2 separate regions of the Mus musculus genome follow, and region 2 is linked to region 1. A link is a contact called in public promoter capture Hi-C data. All regions are on one chromosome and are shown on one strand. The core of a region is the stretch at or near the end of the contact, and the rest is flanking DNA. Distances in the headings are between cores, read along the strand shown.

The links. Capture Hi-C pulls out chosen DNA fragments and counts their contacts.
Region 2: a contact with region 1 is called in a promoter capture Hi-C map of adipose tissue. The contact joins two enhancer-like sites. A contact is called at or near these places in 4 of 39 promoter capture datasets (the C10 cell line, hippocampal neurons, liver and 1 more), 1 of 484 Hi-C or Micro-C datasets (neural progenitor cells), 2 of 115 datasets of contacts at active chromatin or transcription factors (SST interneurons and heart atrium) and 3 of 9 other capture datasets (adipose tissue, liver and pancreatic islet).

What each region holds. Positions count from the first base shown.
Region 1 is chr3:37,727,572-37,731,075 of GRCm38.p6, reverse strand. All of the region lies in intron 1 of Gm36620 (a long non-coding RNA gene), which reads right to left. Among named protein-coding and RNA genes, the nearest start is that of Gm5148, 5.0 kb to the right of the region's middle. Within about 2 kb of position 1,800, at least 96 of the 459 cell types and tissues checked have an H3K27ac peak or open chromatin away from gene starts, as enhancers often do. A contact at or near this core is called in adipose tissue and heart atrium, where this site is marked.
Region 2 is chr3:37,844,893-37,848,396 of GRCm38.p6, reverse strand. 4930556A17Rik (a long non-coding RNA gene) reads right to left here. Exons shown (of 3, transcript XR_880780.3): 3 at 97-293. Among named protein-coding and RNA genes, the nearest start is that of 4930556A17Rik, 18 kb to the right of the region's middle. Within about 2 kb of position 1,541, at least 81 of the 459 cell types and tissues checked have an H3K27ac peak or open chromatin away from gene starts, as enhancers often do. A contact at or near this core is called in adipose tissue and heart atrium, where this site is marked.

The sequences.
Region 1 (3,504 bases), core at 551-3,050:
AGGTCCTCTTGTCTACGAGGTAAGCACTTTATCACCTGAGCCATCTACCTGGCTCACTGCAGAAACTCCAAAAGCACCATCCCCAAGATTTGCTACAGACTTAGCTAGTCAGGCACCTGGGATTTTTTTTTTTTTAAAGAAATTAGTCACGAGTTTTGTTTTGTTTCTTTTTAAATGATAACTGAAGGCTAGAGCAATATTTTGGACTCTTCCTGGGTTCATAAGACATTTTTAAGAACAAATAACCAATTCTCTTATATAAATCGGTTTTTGTTACTTTTGTTGTTGGTTTGTTGTTGTTGTTGTTTGAGACAGGGTTTCTCTATGTAGTAACCTCGGCTGTCTTGGAACTCACTTTATAGCCCAGGCTGGCCTTGAACGCACCTGCCTCAATCTCCAGTGTGCTGGGATTAAAGGTGTATCACAATTGCTCAGTTAATGTAAATTGTTTTGTTTTGTTTTTTTAAACCAACTTAGTAAAGAAGAGCAAAGCTATATAAGCCATTAATTGCTTAATAAAGGCCACACAACCAAGAAATATTTTTTAAAGCTTTAATGAGGTATTTTGGCATTGTACAGTTAATTATTTAGATGATTTCAAAAAGTACTGACCTTCCAATAAAAATATTTAAATAATATTTTATACCCACTTGGTTTTGTGATTCTTAAACAGATAGAAATTCCTCTATGCGGGGAAGTCCCCTCAATCCCCACCAGCAAGCCCAACTGCTACAGAAAACTGTTAAAATGAAAAATCACTCAAATTGGGTTTCCAGGTTGGAGGAAAGACACCACCAGAGAGCCAGTCTGAGATTAGCAAATGAAAAAAAGTGTGTTGTAGAAAGAAGGCCAGGAACACAGTGTGGGGTGGTGCTGTGTCCATTCTCCCTTCAGTGCTATCAGGGTGGCCTCGGGATACCTGAGGTAGGGTATCAGACTTAAAAGGCCACTGCCCTGTGTTCACAGGGCTGAAGATCGCAGTGGCCTAAAACTGTCCCTGCTCCATGTCAAGAGTGTCTCATCCACAGCCAGAGAAAACACAATTCATTAAAACACTGTGGCGCATGCCTTTAATCCTAGCACTTGGGAGGCAGAGGCAGGCGGATTTCTGAGTTCGAGCCCAGCCTGGTCTACAGGGTGAGTTTCAGGACAGCCGGGGCTATACAGAGAAACCCTGTCTCAAAAAACATACATACATACATACATACATACATACATACATACATACATACATACATACACTGTCCCTGAGTGTATCTGCCTGATAGAAAGTCCACTGTTCTCCAAGCCCTCCTCTGAGGTGAGGCCCGCCATTACCCAGCCCTTCATTTGCCAAGGGTTCACCCACAATCGCCAGGATGTTCTGAGACACAGGGAAGCGGCAGGGTGGAGAGGATGCTCTAAGAAGGGGCTAAGTGGATATCAGTAATATAAAATCCAGTCTCATTTTGGGCTGGACTCCCATGGCTGCATGGGATGACAGAGGAAGGCTGGGGACAGCCAGAGACAGAGAAGGCCAGTCAGCTGCAGGATCCAAGGAAGCAACCCTAGGCACCAGCAAGAGCCTCAACCACCTTCCTTCCCTCCACAAGGAGCGACAGCAATTAGGAAATATTACTTGGGCTTGCAGGCTTCTGTCCTGGCCCAGTGAACCCACAGAGACGTCCCCACAAATTACTGGAAACTGCACTTTGAACTCAGGCTTTGGCAAGGAGCCCAGGCAAACAGAAATGTAGAAGTTCCCTTCCTCTGAGGCCCCCTGCACCAGGGTGTCCCACAGACAGGCCAGAGCCCATGGCAACAGGTTGGAATGAGGCCACACCAGTCAGGAAAACAAGCCTGAACCGGCGTCATTTCCTACTGCCTCTGCTATTTCTGTACAAGTGTTTTTTTTGTTTTGTTTTGTTGTGTTTTGTGTTTTGTTTTGTTTTGTTTTGTTTTGTTTTGTTTTGTTTGCTTCTTCTCCCTCATTTCGTTGTACTGGATGACACTCGCAGGTCCCATCAAGGGAAACACTGCCACCATTTTCAGAAAACACTTGTTTGCTCCCGAACACAACTCTAACAGCTACACCAGTAAGTAGTGTCCAGGGTTGGGTGCACCAGTAGCAAGGACAGAAATGGGCCTGGCAAAGGCTTAGCAACTGCCAAGAACCCCGAAGACAAGCTTGTAAACTCTGCCACTGACAGGGTTACAGAGGTTTTTCTGCCCACCAGACTTCTCCACATGCTGTTAAAACAAATCAGCAATAACCAGCCCAGAATGAGCCACCTCAGCAACACAGGTCTCAAACCTGTTCCTGCTTCTTCTTCTTCAGAAGAAGCAATCAGATGCTGCTGTTATGTGTCACCCTAAGAACAGAACCATTTGGACAAACAAAACAACCAAGGCAGGACAAACCTAAGAGGCCAAAGCCAGACAGATAAAGCTAAGGGTTACACAGCTGGAGCAGCAGGGCCCCTTCCAGCTTCAGGGCTTCGAGGCAACTTCCCCAGGGATGCCAAGACCTGTGTCAGGAGAGGAAACAGACTGTTCAAAGTAGGGTTCTGCCAGACCGAGCATTCCTTCAAGACTGACTGGAAAGCCAGCAAGACCTCACTCACCTTAACCCTTCTCTCACATGCCACTCTACCCTATGTCTGTACTGCTTCATGCACAACATGTGGCCAGAGGAGTGACCACTTACCATATCGCTGTAAAGAAAAATATCCAGAGGGTATCTTTTTAAGCTCCACGTTTCCTCTAGAGACACAGTGTTTCCTAGAACTGCTCACTCCATCCCTCAGCCCACAGCTTCCTCTTTTCCCCACTCGTTGACCTGCGACTCACCCAGTTCTATAATAATTAACAGTTGATGAACAGCACACAATTCATACAGGTCTGTGTTTAACAAAGTGGAAGATGGTCCTGCCTGTGTGTCCATGAGGGTGAAGCCTGAGGGTCAGTCTTGAGTGTCACTTGTCAGGAGCCCTCCTGTTGTTGAGCCATGGTCTATCATTGGGCTGGGGTCACCATCTTAGCAAGGCTGGCCTGCAGTGAGCCACATGGCTATCCCCTGCCTCTCTCTCCTTAGCATTGAGACTACAAGTGCCCCACTGTACCTGCCTTTCTTTCTTTTTGGGGGGGGGGGGTGGGGTTGAGACAGGGTTTCTCTGTGTAGCCCTGGCTGTCCTGGAACTCACTTTGTAGACCAGGCTAGCCTAGAACTCAGAAATCTGCCTGCCTCTGCCTCCCAAGAGCTATGTACCTGCCTTTCTTGACATAGGTTGTAGGTCCTGGGGCTCGAATTCAGGCCCTCACGTTTATTCAGCAAGCACATTGCTCACTGAGCTTTCTCCATGGCCCTACACAATCTGCCAGTCTGTCTCGTTTTAGGGAATCCCTGGCTGGTTCTATGGTCCTCTCCAAAGGTTCCCACAGTTCAGCTTGTCTTGCAAGAGGCACCTAGCACGAGAAGATCTGGGGGTGGGGCAGGAACTGAAGCCCCCTGGACCTGCTGTTGTT
Region 2 (3,504 bases), core at 292-2,791, 120 kb before region 1:
TTAGCTAGTCTGGCATTTGTTACTATTAACTGCCTTTGTGTTCTAGATCAGGAGAGTTTGGAAATGTGGAAAATACAACGTCAAGAACAAAAGCCCTGACCCACATCAAGTGTGGTAGGTTTAATATCAAAACAGAAGGAAGTATAATGTCGAGAGCCAATCAAGTCTATGGGCTACGGAGATTAAAGAAAATGTGACATTAAGCCAGGCCCCTTGGTGATGGGACCTGAGCTGCTGACATGCTTCCATCCAGGGCTCTGCGCATGTGTCTCACTCACTCTTTGCAGCTGCATCTAGAGGAAAAGAAGAAAGACAATATTAATTTTATTTTTTCTCTCTGCTTCATAAGAAAAAAATGCTTGACCCATAGTAGTCATATTTTATAAAATCTCAAGAGAAATATGTGCCAGGAAATTAGACTTTATGAGAAGTTAATAAGTAGGTAGAAACATACAGAAGGTCCTGTTTATGTTATATGAATAGGCCATTTTTAGCATCCTTTAATAAGACAAAGGTTCAACTGAAAGAAGCCACTAGCATGTGTGCCTAACAGCAATAGGCACATAGTTTGTCTGTAATAAATGGTACCTGTTAGAGTTAGATCTCCACTATTAAACAGTTACCAGAGGTCATGGACTGTGTTCACCAAGCATGTAAATGAAGTTTGGTGATAAACTTGGTGTAATTAAACATTGTAAGTTCAAACGGTAATTTGTTTCCCAGTTTCTCAAGTCTTGTGGCAATAGATTTCCTGGTCTTTGATCCACAGAAGTCAGGCACGGCTGTAATCAGGATTAAGCATAACACACTTGTTACAATAGGGTTGGCGATGACTCTATGGGTAACTGCACCAGCACCAAGACTGACAGCCTGAATTTAATTCCCAGGATCTACATGATGGAAGGAGATAACCCACTCTTCTGACCTACAAACACACACGCACACACACACAAACACACACACACACACACACACACACAAGCGTGAACATCATGAACCAACCTCCCCCCCTTCATCTATCTTCAGCCAAACATCCTTCAGCCATTCCTGCCAACCTGTGCCCTTTTCCCTGAGTATCTCACTTCTTCCTGATCTCAGGCTGCTCCAGAGACATAATACAGTGAGAGTTACACACACACACACACACACACACACACACACACACACACACACACACACACACCATAAGGAGGAGTATTCCTTACCAAGAGACAACTCTCACAATCAATCACATTATCTAACCTGTCCACAATTTACTCCAAAATAAATGAAGAGCTGAGGGCCTTACTGAGATGGCTCTCAGGAGAAGTCATGACAAGCCTCCGTGAGAACGGTTCACACATTCATCTCTGGGGGACCAAGGCCCAGCTGTAGCCACATCACGGTAGGGCATGGTCTTCTTTCACTATGACTCCACACAAGTGACCCTCAGTGACCAGCAGATTGCAGATAGAAAGCTCCAGTGGCTAGCTGAGCCTGGCACCAAGCCTTTTACTCCCCTTACAAATATTAAACACCTTCCATGACTAGTGGCATTCTCAGACAGCTCCCACACAGCTGTAGCCAGCTGGGCTCAGCTGCAACTGGTCACAGAGTAAGGACCAGATGAGCCTTGTCCACTGAAAACGTGCAGACAGCAGAGCCCTGCACTGCTGAGAAAGCCATGGACCAAGAGGACCAAGAGGAGAGAGTGCATCTGAGGTACCCACATGCCCCTGCTCACATCCTGTAGAGCAGGTAGTCCCCAGAAACAGTGACTTTCTTGTGGCCTTGTTTTTCAGGGTTTCTTCTCAGTGAGGGAACATTTAGGAGGCACTGTGCTGTCCTTAGTTGCTTGTCTCTTTTTCCTCCATCCTAGGCTGTAAAACAGTCATGGAGAGTTAGGGCTCTGGAAAGTGACTTAACAGCTGTAGCTGCTAAGGCCAAGGGATGGAGCTTGCACAACAAGAGAAGGGCAAACTTTTCAACCCTCAGAAAACTGCTTAACATCTTAGAGCTAACACTGTCTTCCCAGTCTCCCATGTACAAGAAGACCTGACGACAACCTTAGGTCACAGTGCAAGTCCTGAGCCAAACAGAAAGTGGCTGCATGTCTTTGAGGTAAAGGCAGGAACAAGTCTGCCCACGTACTTCAATCCTGTTCTGCAGCAGGGTTGAGGTGACCTGTGTCCTGTGTGTTCCTGTCCATCTTTCCTGCTTCCACCCTGGGTCACACACACACACACACACACACACACACACACACACCTCTGTCAGTGAAACCTATAGATCATGTTTAAAGCGTCTAGAAACAGTAATTGAAGAACAGGAAAGACCCCTAATGTAAGGACTATTTAGATTGAAGAGTGTCTGTTAAAAGTGTCATCTCTACAGGCAACTCAAGATGCAGCCTCCTGTTTAACCACACAGACAGGATCACAGGGGGAAATTACCTCAACACGTTCCTATGAGAGCTCGGGCATGCCTCTGTCTTGACTCACTTTTTCCCAGTGTGCCTAAGTCCACTGAAGGTTTCTAAAGAGCTCCACAAAGTCTTGCCTCAGGCGCTGCCACCTGCTAACCATTTCGAGAGACAGTTCCATGCCCTGTTTGCAAGCCTACGTTTTCATTACTGAGAGCCAGTGCTCAGAGCATGGCAAAACAGTTTAGTTCATGATACCTCTAAAGATTATTTCCCACTGACAAATTTGGCCCCTGTCCAGAGGATCAGGAAGCTTCTGGAAGGAGTCTGCCTCAGGTTTGCCAAGTCTCCCCTGCTGGGCTAAAGACACCTATTAAAACTCCAGAAAGAGCAAACCTCAGGAGACCATGAAGCAGGGACTGTGGTCCCAAGCGTTTCGAAGTTTGAAATTAATCTGGCCTCCACTCCCTAAGTTCCAGTGCCAGAGGGAGTTTGTTTTGCAACTGTGAATTTCTCACTGTGAGACACATGGGTCCTGGTGAGATCACACAGTGTAACTGTGGCACTTCAGTGAAGCCAGCCAAGTTCAAATCCACTTGGCTTTCCTCTTCTCCCAACATCCTTAGTTCGCACCCGCAACCGTGGCACTAAGAGGTGTTTGTGCAACTCGGAAGTGAGTCTGAAGAATAGGTTCCATTGAAGACGTGCTCGTACTGGACTGAAAATTATAGACTTACAAGGCTTCAGGGAGACAGGAGTGAGAGTCATCTGTGGTTGAAACCCAATAGTCGTTCCTGCCTGGTCTGTGATTTTCTACAGTAATGGGAGTTTAGTCAGGAATTGGGCCATCTGAAACACTCTTACCTCCTAGTGTTTTTGAAGCCAGCTGTAGCCGTTTGTCTAACTTCTGGATATGAACTAAAATGATACTTACAATCTATGACACATGTTCTCAAAAGACAACTCCTTCCTTCTTCCATTCCCCGGAAACTGCTATACTAGAGCTCTCCAGGATTCATGGCCACTTCATGGTCCTATAAATAGAGGCTGTGTATGATGGAGCACCAAGCCAGGGGATTCATGTATCAGCCTTCACACTAGCT